2 separate regions of the Arachis hypogaea genome follow, and region 1 is linked to region 2. The links are chromatin contacts, called in public Hi-C maps. All regions are on one chromosome and are shown on one strand. Each heading gives the region's core, a stretch centred on a gene start, on an enhancer-like site or on the middle of the called end of the contact. The rest is flanking DNA. Distances are from core to core; before and after follow the strand shown.

The links. Hi-C and Micro-C count contacts between places; a contact is called where the count stands out from the background.
Region 1: a Hi-C map of leaf shows a contact between it and region 2, with 2.6 times the contacts expected there. The contact joins the promoter of LOC112727767 here to the promoter of LOC112727763 in region 2. A contact is called at or near these places in 2 of 8 Hi-C or Micro-C datasets (both in leaf).

Annotation. Positions count from the first base shown.
Region 1 is chr12:95,895,864-95,902,126 of arahy.Tifrunner.gnm2.J5K5, reverse strand. LOC112727767 reads left to right here and starts at 3,441. Exons shown (of 8, transcript XM_025777666.3): 1 at 3,441-4,000; 2 at 4,201-4,543. It overlaps LOC112727766, which reads left to right. Exons shown (of 13, transcript XM_025777665.3): 5 at 1-28; 6 at 121-197; 7 at 333-450; 8 at 554-626; 9 at 986-1,177; 10 at 1,526-1,643; 11 at 1,874-2,110; 12 at 2,182-2,239; 13 at 2,377-2,616. The coding sequence starts at 28. The coding sequence ends at 2,229.
Region 2 is chr12:95,662,303-95,668,791 of arahy.Tifrunner.gnm2.J5K5, reverse strand. LOC112727763 (transcription factor MYB3R-3) reads right to left here and starts at 4,543. Exons shown (of 9, transcript XM_025777661.3): 1 at 4,354-4,543; 2 at 3,717-3,868; 3 at 3,433-3,484; 4 at 3,120-3,177; 5 at 2,334-2,428; 6 at 2,143-2,246; 7 at 1,533-1,661; 8 at 1-891. The coding sequence starts at 3,862.

The DNA of each region.
Region 1 (6,263 bases), core at 2,192-4,691, 230 kb before region 2:
CCAGTAGCCATTTGGTCCTTCAACACAAGTGGGTGAAAGTTTAGTCTCATGTTATGTTGTTACCAGCTTTAAGCATAGCAGTCAGATTGTCACTCATCTATTTTTGTTTTGTTCGTTCAGTGTTATATTCATCAAATGAAGAGCTTCGAAACTCATCCTCTGACTTTTGGTCTGCAGTTCTCTCTTCTAGAAAAGAGGTAAAGACATGTTTGTTATGTTTCCTTTTGGTAATGATAGATGTTGGTAGCAGTAACAATTATGACTGAGCATGTTTCGTTTGAATCTATTTTCAATTGATACGTTAGTATTAAATACAGAATCATTATTTTTAGGTTGATCAATTGCCTGTCGAGATTGGTTGGTTTCCTGAGTACTCAGATTTGAGAACAGCTCTTGACACTTATGGGTTTCTTTTTGAATTTTCATCCAGTGGTGAACCCAAAAATTTAGGTAACTATGTTGAGATATTTGCAGTGTTTCAAGTGTAACAACAAAGACATTGCTACATATATTTATTTCCATCCTTCTAAGAAAATCTGTCTTTGTATCCTAGATTCTGACACTGGAGAACCACCCCAAAATATTAGAGCCTGGCTCAAATTTGTCACTGCTTGTTGTCTAATACGGTAAGCCACAACAATGTGTCTACTTAGACAATTATGTGAATTGGTTTTCTGTTACTTTTGTTACCTTTGGCACACTTAAAGAATTGGCTTAAAGAATAGAAGGATTAAGTGTTTACTAATGACTTTTTGCATATCGTAGTTTTTTTACCATCACTGATGTCTAATGTACCTTGGTGATTTGTGATTAAGTGTTTATTTGAAACTTCAGTATATATTTTGCACATTTAAGGTGTAAATCCTTGTTCTTTTAAGCTCTATCATTGGTTTATTTTAAGTGTTTTTGGGACATGATTTATGATTTGTCATCGTTGTTTATTGGTGTGACAATGTCAACTTATGCCTTTTTATGCTCACTGCAGGAGTAAAAGACCAGTATTTTCTGTTGTAGAAGCTGAAGAACTCGTTGAAATTATTATATGTCTATTCCTAGATCGCCAGTTTCAAGGTTTATTAGTGCTTTTGAATGATTGCATGCAAGCGATTGTCAATTACTTCACAGACCAAGAATGGCATTCAAGTTGTGGGAACGTAGCAAAATTCGTTGCTTCCAGGTTGTTATTACTTTTTAGTGCCAGTAATAATAATGTAGTACTTGAACTATGAACTTAGTAGCTTTATTTATCTACCCAATTGTAGCTTTGTTTAATGCTTGATAATTAAACTTAATAGAGAAGTGATTATCATCTCTGCAAGTTGGATCAAACTATTTTATACTCTGTTAATTCTTAGTGCTGAGATATTTATACATTCTGAATTTCTGTATGTGGTAATCATCAATGAAATCAGTCAGCATTAATTAGTGCAAACTGTAAATAAACAAGCTGAAGTGTAATTTAGTGCTTGCCCAATTACTTTATCTTCGCTTCCTTTCTCTTATTCTAACTGGCTTGGACGTGCAGAGTCTCAAAGGATCTGAATTGCATCCAATCTGTTGAGTGCATACCCGTAGCCAGCTCCCGTTGTAAGCAACTTAAGAGTGCTGTGGCGTATCAGAACCTACTTTCCTGTTTTAATGGAGTATGTTGCTTTCCCTTTTACCACTCAATTTGTGTTCTGCTTATGTATGTTTCCATGTACTATTACCTGTTTCAATATTTTCCACCAGTTTAATTTCTAAATTATCATATATTTTTTTAATGCATTCTTGGATCATTTGTCAATATCATTGCAAAATCAAAATGCACTCATAACTCAACAATTATTACCACCAAATTAATTGCATCCATATCTCAAAAATCTTGATACAGTTTTTGTGTCAAGCCAACAGTGGAGAAGACATCCTGAGATTGCTTAGGGCAATTAACTTCAAAGACAAAAGTTGTGATTTCTTCAAGATGTACATTCACCTAGTTTTGACAGAGAACTGGGTTTTGTCCAACTCATTAATCGAAGACAATCCAGTAATCTATGAAATGTTCTGTCTTCTTCTAAGACAATGCTCTAGCTTGATTTCAGCGACAGACCTACGATCATATGCGTCAAAGGTGAGCGAAATGTCTTTCTAATTATCAACCCGTGCTGCGATCAAATTTAAAGAAATGATTTTGTTATACAGGTTCGTCATAGGGCCGCATATCTTATGCACTTCTCCATCTACAAGTAGTTGGTTTCTGGTATGTATTGTACAGTATACTATTCACTTCATGGATAAACCTGAACCCTATAAAGAGAGTTGTTCATGTTAAGAGATAAAGACATAAATGTTTTTGGTGTCATTGTTTTTCATAACATCCTCTTTCTTCTTGTGTAGCCTTAAATGGCCATATTTGAAGGGCGAGAGGTTGGAAGATTGAAGTGGCATGGGTCAGCAACCTTATTTTGACTGAGATTCTTCCGACTCCCGGATGTTTTTGCTTCTTGTTGGGTGGCATGAATCAATATCTAAGTTATAAGTAGCTGACAATTATCTACCTTTTTTTCTAATTACCTTTTGTTAAATGCCATGCATTTGTGAAGTCCATTGTATATCAATCAAACTCTTTTAACCAAAGCTACATCTCACGTTGCATTTCTTTGTCTGAGTTGGCAAAAACCAAAGAGTAAGAAATTACAAGGGAAAATGAAAAATTTAGAAACAGATATCAAATGAGACTGCGCTTTATAAGTGCATAAGGTTTGATGTTGGTCATTAGATCTGACTAGTTTAGTGTCATAATATTATTGTTTTTTTTATTTTTTGGTCGGTGGATTGAACAACCCCCAATCCTAGGTGTCCCAATGGATTGGACAACCCTCAATCCTAGGTACCCCAATGGATTGGACAATCTCCAATCCTAAGTACATAGTACACACCCAAACACTTCTCATATACTTACCAATTTTTTTCTTCTCGGTTGCAGCTGGTAGGACTCGAACCCGAGACCTTTGAAATGGCGAGGGGCGGATATAATATTATTGTTGAATCCTATTCCTAAGCTAGTATGCTGTAAGGTTTTGTATTTGGACTGTTTGGGTCGGACAGCCCAACCGGACCTATTGGACCTCAGCACTCAAAAGCCCATTCAGTTTAAATAACATCTCCAAAACAAAATATGAATGACCATGACCAAAAAAAGAAGAAACCATGAACGACCAAAGACGGTGTTACTACTACCAAAAAAAAAAAAAAAAAAAAAAGACGGTGTTACTAAACGTGAACACAATTCATTGACAAAAATAAATAAATAAACAAACATGGACACAATTGTAAAAGTCAAAAGAAACTCAATTAAAAATTGAATTTAATTGAACAACGTTGAATCATTTAAGCCACTAGGCATATTGTAAGGATTTTGCTGTGTTTTGCGTAAGATTATAAATTCAAATCTCTCATGTATATTATATTACAAGTAAAACTGTTTAGTTTCTCACAATATAAATTATGTTAAATATCTTATATACATGCTAATACGTGATTAAACAATATTGATAAACTATTTTACACGAAAATACATCAAAACTAATATCCTAAAAAAGAAGATAACCTCGTCTATCCATAGTGTGTTAGGTACAGAGAGGGTCGTTTTTGCTAGAGAGTGAGCAACTAAGTTACCATTTCTCTTTACATGAGAAATCTGGGTAAATCTAAGCCTATCCAAAAAAAATTACCATTTGACAAAGAGAGTCCAAAATAATTACTGTGGGTAATTGGATATCTCAGTGCATGGAGTACTTCAATGTTATCCCCTTAAACCACAACATAAAAAAACACCCCTCTATTGCTAATTTCAGTCCCACTAAACAAGAGAGTGCCTCTGCCTCCCTGACCGAATGAAAGCACGCCATGGATCTTCCAAGTTGCAACAGCCAAAATAGCGCCTTGGTGATCTCGGATCACAGCTCCAGCTCCGCGGTCTCCGCCGTTTGCTCCGGCGGCATCAAAGTTGTGCAAAGTGGTGAGATACTGATTCCTCTCTGTTGTAGGTTTTTCCATGTGGGCAGGGCATTGGAGATGAGCCTCCAGCTGAAATTCAGTACTCTTGGCGGAGCTGGGATTTTCCATAAACCTTATTATACTCATTATATCACAGTCTCTAAGACAGCCTTTGTGGAAAGAAAAATACACATTTAATATATTTTTTTTGGTGAAATTCAGATTGGATTTGGGCTTGGACTATGTTCATCCATGGAAGGCCCAACTCTGGGACACAGAACAACAGCGTGGGAATGAGAATGAGAACGCAAGTCCGGTGACTGAGGAGCAGTTCACTCGCCGCCACAAATCGTGTTGCGCCGCTCGTCTCCGATCTTGCAACAAGGAACCGTGAGCAGTTTTTCCTCCGGCCAAAGAGTGACCCTCCTAACCGCCGAGAACCAACTATCGCTTGCAAGTTCAAACCCTTCGCCCTTGCTTCGATCTTCGAAGCCACTGGTTGCATCGCAATAGAATTTTGCTTGGCTCGTCCAAGTCATCTTCGTCTTTTGCTTCTGCTCTCTTGGTGAGAGTGCTTCTGGAATTTTAATTGTTGTTATTGATGATTCCATATTTGCAACAACAAATTTTATCTCTGATTATGGATTTGCTATAGAACTGTGATCTGGTTTTTCTATTCAAATGTTGATATATGATGATTGCTTCTGAATCTTTGATCTGCAATATTTTTTCTTTTTCATCGTAGAATTTTGCCTGATACAATGTTCGGAAAATAGTTTAGATTTTCAAAAAAAGCGTCTCTATGAATGTGAATTTGCAATCCGTTAATAAAGAATTGGTAAATCCTGCATTCTTTCATGTTACAATCATGCTTCTGAAAACCAGACTGGACCGGCCAATCCAACCGGTCTAACTTTGAACCGGCAGCAGTTACGATCTGGTTAGCCTTTTAAATTGTTGATTAAAAAACCAGTGGAAAAACTGCTGAACCGGCCAGGAACCAGCAAGTCGGACCGAACCGGGACCCAGCCGGTTTTTATTACTGATAATGAGTAATGAACATTATTGAGCTGTTCTTGTTATGAGTAATGATTTTCTTAGGTTTTTCTGTTATGAGTAATTTAGATTATTTTGTTTTACAGTAATTATGGAACTGTTCTTGTTGTTCAGCTGTATTTTTTTATTTAATTGTTCAGTGTTGTGTTTATTGTTGCTGATTGTTGCTCTTTGTTTTTGATGGTTTTGATTGTTAATGTTTGTTCACTGCTGTGGTTGTTCTTATTGTTCTTGATTGTTGTTTTTTTTGTAATGCTGTTTGTTGCTGTGTTGCTGTTTTTCATGTTGTTTTTGCATTCTTATGCTGTGTGCAGCTTAATTTTTTGCATTTCTTGAGTTGTGCTTTGATTATTTAATTGAAAAATTACTTCTAACAAAGTTAAAAGAGATGCTTAAGACGAATGAAGAAATTACCATTTGGGAATGTGTGATCCAAAGTAGTTGAAAGTTCTTGACTATGGCTCTTGTCTTTTGGTTTTGCGGCAGTCCAGGCCATCTCTTCTCCTGTTCTGCTGCGTCCAGCCCTCTGTGCTCCCTCACCTCTGTGCTCTAGAAAGTATTTTTTACTGTAATTGTTGTTTTTATTGGTTTAGGATTGTTAATATCAGATTTTCTTTTCTCAATTATTGTTGTTATAACTGTGGTTTAGGATTGTTGATCAAGTTCTTGATTCTGTTATGTTATGTTGATGTTCTGTTGTCTTTAATTTTTTTTTTGTTTTTGTTTTTATTGTGATTTTCTGTTCTTGAACTTGTTCAGTTGATAATTTGCTAAATTGTTGGGCTGCTGTTGTTTTGATTTGCCAAATTAATAGGTTGCTGCGATATAATTTGCTGGATTTTCTATTCTTGTTGTTTATTTGCAAATTGTTGTGTATTGTTGTCTTTGAGTTGCTGTGTTGTTCTTCTCAAATTGTTAATTTTCTAATTTGCTAAATTGAAATTGTTGTGATTTTTGAGATTGGGATTATCCTTGTTTCTTGTTTCTTCAGGTTAGTTTATATTTGGTTGGTTGGTTAAGTTTGTTTCAAAGATGGAAATATCTTGATGTTAATTACTTTGTGTGCTTAGGTTTTTAATTATGCTTTTGGTACTATCATCATGGAGAACATTAGTAGGGGATCAAGTAGTACTTCTACTTTATTAGCATATAAGCATCTAATTTGGCTCAGATCGGACAATAGCTGCTTAATTAGATTAGAGTTAGTATTATGATTATTAATTTTCACT
Region 2 (6,489 bases), core at 3,294-5,793:
TTGAAATCCTTATTATTATTAATAATGTCGCTCCCAACTATAGAATCAGAGTTATCCTTGGATCTCTCTTGTACTTTAGACGTCTGTGAATCAATATCTGCTTTCAAAGCTTTACTAGGAGTGACATGTGCTTGGGAAACAGTCCTTCTCTTCCTCATTATTGAAGGAGTACTCGGAAAAGTTTTTGCTGCCATTTTCAATATTGATTCGGGGGTTACGTTTTCACTACCATTTACACCAAGTGGAGAGAAGAAACCAACGGATGACGCAATCGGAGAAGAGCAGTCATTCTGCTCATGAAGGATATTGGAATAAAGAGAATCTAAAGGGACTGAAAAGTCTAACTGTGGTGGCTCGTAGCATAAAGAACCAGAGACCGGAGTTTCGTGTGAAAAACATGTTCTGCAGAACCTGTTATTGCTCATTTTAGCATTGTCTCTGCAACTCTCATTCGGTTTGCCAACCAGTCCAGGATTCTCAGAGTTCTTTATACTATGTACTTGGAAATTATCTCTTGACACCAGTTCTGAGTCGTTGCAGCTGAGATTTATGTTGGATGATCCAGCTTTACATTCAGTATCAACAGATTCATTTACAAGAGGAGCACCAGAGGAATCTCCAACTGTTACCAAGCACTCTAGTCGATTCTTGTCCTTCTTGTCACTGCTATATAGTTGAGTAATTTCTGTAGTTTCCGATGAAGATTCAACTGCAGTATCTGATTCTTTATTTGAACAAACAAATAATGTAGGTTTAGAATGTCTAACAGTGTCTTTGACAACAACTTGTGGACTGTTCTTCAAAGTTGGTGGAAGTCTTCCTGTGGCTAAATAGAAATCCATCTTCTTTTTTAGCGAACTATTCCAGTGGTTCTTTATAGCATTATCAGTCCTGCAGAAATAAATCCAAGCATATATATAACTTAAAACGGCACAGAACAAAAGTTGAACAATTTCAATCCATAAAATATATCTTACATAGGCCGTCATAATTTTTATAGTATTTTTTGTTTTCTTAAGGTCTATATTTTTATATAATCGCATTTATTATATATTCTATACTTAGCACTTGAAAATAAAACCAAGAAAAAACATTAAGTAGTTAGAACCTCTACAAGAAAGAGGTCAGAGAAATGTATTAGAAATTAGATGTCTCTTACAGAAGAATCTAAAAAAAACACCATGGATGTCGTACAATCTTGCAAAAGGGGAAACTCACACAAGCAAATTGACCAAAACAAACAAACATGGCTTTGAAAGTAAGAAAATCAATATTGGTTCTCAAAAAATAGACTGGATATTGCTTTGCATCAGCAATTTTCTCCATCACTTCATATGCTCATTGACCCATTCTCTTTTTCCCCACTTCGCAAGGATAGTGGGTGGACAAAGAAGTGTAGACAGAATGTCTCTTCCAAACATACACCACTCACAACAAATCATAGAAAAGGACACATTGCAAAATTAGAATTCACTATTAGCATAATACCATGATTTTAATTTCCATTAACATGAACTAATAAGAAAGAATACCTTCCAGGAAGAACCTTAGCAATTTCAGCCCATTTGTTTCCATATATGCGATGAGCATTCATGAGGGCCAACTCCTCTTCCGAAGACCAAGCATCCTTCTTTATGTCGGGATTAAGATGATTGTGCCACCTACATATGTTTCGAACTTTAAGAAATGATTACAAATCTTTTATATTGAGCAAAGGTCATATCTTTGATGATAATGAAGGAATCAACAACCAAAGAATAAAGACATGTTTGGTGATGATTAAATTTAAAGAATTGCTTTATTTCTTTAATCAAATGCTGTTCACTGAGACCATAATTATAAGTGCTTATTAACCCAAAAGACACTAATCCAAACATAAACATTATAGAAGGAAAAATGTTAAGCAACAGTACCAAAGCTAGTTTAATTGCAGTACCGTTATTTTAAAATTAGATCTTATATTCAATCATTTCAAGCTTAGGAACAAACAATGAGTAAAAGAATTTAGAAGTTTCAAGGCGATAATCAAAAAGCATGTCTAACAAATATGATTGATGATAGGGGGAAATTCTATAAATAAAAGGTTGAACTTAAAAAAGATGCAAAAATAGAAAACCTGCGTGTGAGCTTCAGTTAACCTACCGTTCTCGACACTGTTTTCCTATTCGACCAGGCAAGGACTTTGCTATCAAAGACCATTTTGATGGCCCATATTTTGACACCATTTCAACTATTTTGTCATCCTCCTGCAATCCAAGCAAGAGAAGTTAAAAAAACGAATAGGCTTTCTAAAAAATTAACAAGGAATTTAAAAGAGAAGCACTAGTTTCAACCTCCTTAGTCCAAGGTCCTTTAACAAGTTCTGGATTAAGAACTTTTTGCCATCTGTGCAGACATTGAACTTCTGATCTATCAGGGAAAAACTCAGCTGCATTCACATTTTAAATTGGTGTCATGAAATTGAGCATAATTCTTTCAGTAAGCACGTGGTACAGAAAATATTGTCTTATGATTCGCAAAGACAAATTCTCGTGGTTCAACTTCATAATAATTCTCTTTCCCAGAACAAATTGGAAACAAATATTGTTTAAAAGTATCAACTGAATGTTTATCCTGAAGGCTGTGCCTTCAAATTACATGTATTCAAAATTTCCCACTTCAGTATTTTCTGAATAGGGATGAGACAGGTCTGCTTTACATGAAAAACTATGACAAGGATCGTTACAAGAACATTTTTTCATGCTTCTTATGCGGTGCCCATTTAACTTTGAGGTAACAATTTCACAGTCTCAACTCAAGTATGTTCAAACACTAAATCTGTCTGCACGGAGTTGCTTCCAATTGTAAGCAAGCATGCTTTTCCAACAAAAATTTACAAATAAAAAAGTGAAAAGATCATCCAAATTGCACTACCGGGTCATATTATAAATACATATATGAAGAATATATCAATTTAGATACACATTCTAAGAAATTGTTACTACCATATCATAAAATGAACTACTTTATAAATATATCATATATCATATAATAAAGAAAAATTAATTGAGTTCAATATATGTTTTTAGTAGCATAGTCATAACAAATTCTGAGGTATTTTACATAGCAAATCTAAATACCTATTTTTTTCCAACTCTTTCCCTTAAAGGCTGCAACAGCATTCCTTAATGTCTCATCCTGCAGGAGTTTGAAGAGCACTATGTTGTGATTACATGAAAAGTCAGGTGGTAAAAATGACAAGAAAATATCTTGGTCTCAATTTGAAATGTTACAGAACTATAAATACATTGGCATTTTTAGCATATAAAGATGTATATTAAGAAGCACTAAATCAACTAATATAAATTCACTATTAATCAACTTCTTAAAACAGTAAAAACATTAAAGACAATAAATAAAAGTAACAACTATCTCCAAGTCCAAATTACTAACCTCCTCTGCTGTCCAACCACCCTTTGCTCGCCTTATAGGACCAGTGGTTCTCCTGTGTAACACAATATTCAAGTGGTGAAAATTAATTATTGAAGATCACAAGAAAGATCCAAAATGGAACAAAGCAGATACCCGTAGCAAGACCAAAAAATCAGCTGCTATTGCTAAATGCAAACATTAAGCAAAATCAAGCAGGCACACCATATATCGACACAAAACGACACCGTTATCAAGGTACAACATCATTGATTGACAAAAAGCAATGAAAAAAAGCATGTGAATACCGATGAGGGGGTGAAGCCGATGCCTGGCTACCTATCCCTGGGGATTTTGGTATAGAACTGCCACTGCCTTCTGATACAAAGGAGCTAGAAGCAGCTGTTGATTGCTTATTCTCTATACAACCTTCCTCTGATTTCAACTCATCCATATCCTTCTACAAATTTATTCACATATTGTTAAGAGGACGAAGAAAAAAAAAAAAAAAAAAAAGCAAAATCAAGCCAACACACTCAAATAAAAAAAAAAAAGCAAAATCATGCCAACACACTCAAATTTCACACAAATTATCAAAAACCCTAAAACCCTCACTGAAATAACAAAAGTTTCGAACTTTATGGGTGACATACAAAGACAAACGAAATCCAGATCTCAAAAACCGTTATCAGATTAAAACTTGCTCAGAGAAACGCCAAAAACACCTTATCATAAGAAACACGTAATTCATAGGTATTCACCACGCACAATTTTACAATAATAGTGATAACAATTAATAAAAATTCACTACTAAAGAATATTACAGAGTCGGGGAAAAGGAAATAATCGAAAAAAAAACCGATCACAAACACAAAGGAAGTTGAATTTTCATACTAGAATATTAAAAAAAAAATAGAATCTGAGATTTCTCCGAAACTGAAGTACCTCTGCAAACAGAGAATTGGCGGGAATCAAAGTGGAGCTCGCAAGAGATTTAGGAAAAGAAAGAGAGGAAGAAAAGAAAAGACAAAAAAAAAAAGAAGGAGCAGTTTCGAAAACTCCTTGTTGCCCGTTGAACAAGAACAGAAGTTTTGATTTTAATTTTAATTCAACTTTTTTAAATTAAAATTGAATTACTAAAAAAATTAGATAGCAGCACCAGACCAGTTTAAGTTACCGTTACTTGCGTCTGCCTTTTTGTTTTTTTCCTTCTTAAATGGTAAACCAGTTTTTAGTAATTTTTAGGGTTTTTTGATTATTGGCAAATCAATTAACCCTTTTCAGTTTTGGCAACTTAAATTAAATTATATCCATTTAAATATTTGTTACATACTTACATGTGATATATGAAATTACACTGAGGTGATTAGTGAAAGAAGCTATTTTTTGTTAGTGGAAGTGAAACAAGTTTAATATGACAATAAATACACTTAAATAGAATTGAATTGAATAAATAATAATAATTAAAAACAATCAACAGTAAATAAAAATACAAACATTCATGTAAAACACAAAAAAATAAGTTATTAAATTACTCATCATATTTATTTATGTATATCACTTTACATATTTTTGTTTTAGGTGACTATTAAAATAATAAAATATTTTACTGTAAAATAAAAAATAATCAATTTATTTATAATATATATATTTTTTGTTTTAAGATTAATTTTCATAATTTCAAGTGAATCAAAACAAAAGAGAGCCTAACATAAGTTTAAGGACATACGTATTCTACTTGACCCAAAAATTAAGATGAGTCTTATCAATTTTATGGGTCTTTTTAACCTCCCACAATGTCAATGACTACTTTACCTAAAATGGTAATCAATTAACTATTGTATGGTTTTGGGAAATATCCGCACGACCTTAAAAAAATATACATTTAGGAGTATTTAAAATTGGACTAAACTAAACTAAATCTATAAACCGAAGCAAAAAGATTTGAAACTAGAAACCAAAAACTTTGAAATTTAAAATTTGTTGCTTCTTATTGGGTTGATTCAATTATCAATTCCATATCACAAAATCGAAAAAAACCGAATTGAAAGTATAATTTTAATTCTATTTCTATCCTTATAATTTCACCATAACTCCCATTATAGGCTTTAACATATCACATATATGTCTTTCATCTTAAACTCGAAAGAAAATTGTCAAGAACACTTTTTTCTTTTTTGTTTTTGATTTGTTATGTTTAATATACGAATTTAATGTGGTTGAATTTTAAATTATCTTACAAATTATATTGTATAATTGCGGATTATGATATTAAACTTTATACTCCGAAAATGTTTAGTATTTTGCTGTATATTGTTTGGCTAAAAAGAACATTATATAAATTTTTATTACATTAGATATGATTAAGATGGTTTTTTTTTTTTTTACATTAGAGTTTTATGCACATGATTATCTACTGATTAATTCTATTAGTCTACCATGTACATTTCATGATATTACGTCTAGCCAACCTAATGCCAATGATTTGTGTATTTAGAAACACTAATAGGTTATCATAAACGAAGTAGAATATAATTGATAAGTAATGATAATCATTAAGTTTGGGAAGCTAGGTGTTTTCTTAGGTTAGTTTGTGTTGAAATATGTGCTTTAATCGTGCCGTTTGATTTGGTGTATCATTCATTTTTCTATCTTTTATCTTGATTTAGTTCATTTACCTCATGTCTGATGTATATCTCGATTTGATAGTATTTTTAACTTAAGATAGGCCCAAGAACTAAGATGGGTCTCATCAATTCGATTGGGTCTTTTTAATCTCCTATAATGTCAATGACTACTTTACTTAAAATGGTAATCAACTAACTATTGCATGATCTTGGTGAAAGAGCCTAGCAGCGGAAACGACACAAATGTCCAACACAAGAACAGTATGGAAGCTTTCACAACACAATATGGCAGCAACTATAACAAGCAAATATAGCAAGTAAAGCAATAATAAGAACACACCGAGATTTTAACGTGGAAAACCCCCTCAGTGTGAGAGGTAAAAACCACGAGTCGTCCAGACCAATGAAATAGCTCCACTATAATCAAATGAGATACAAGAGAGTCTCAAACAAA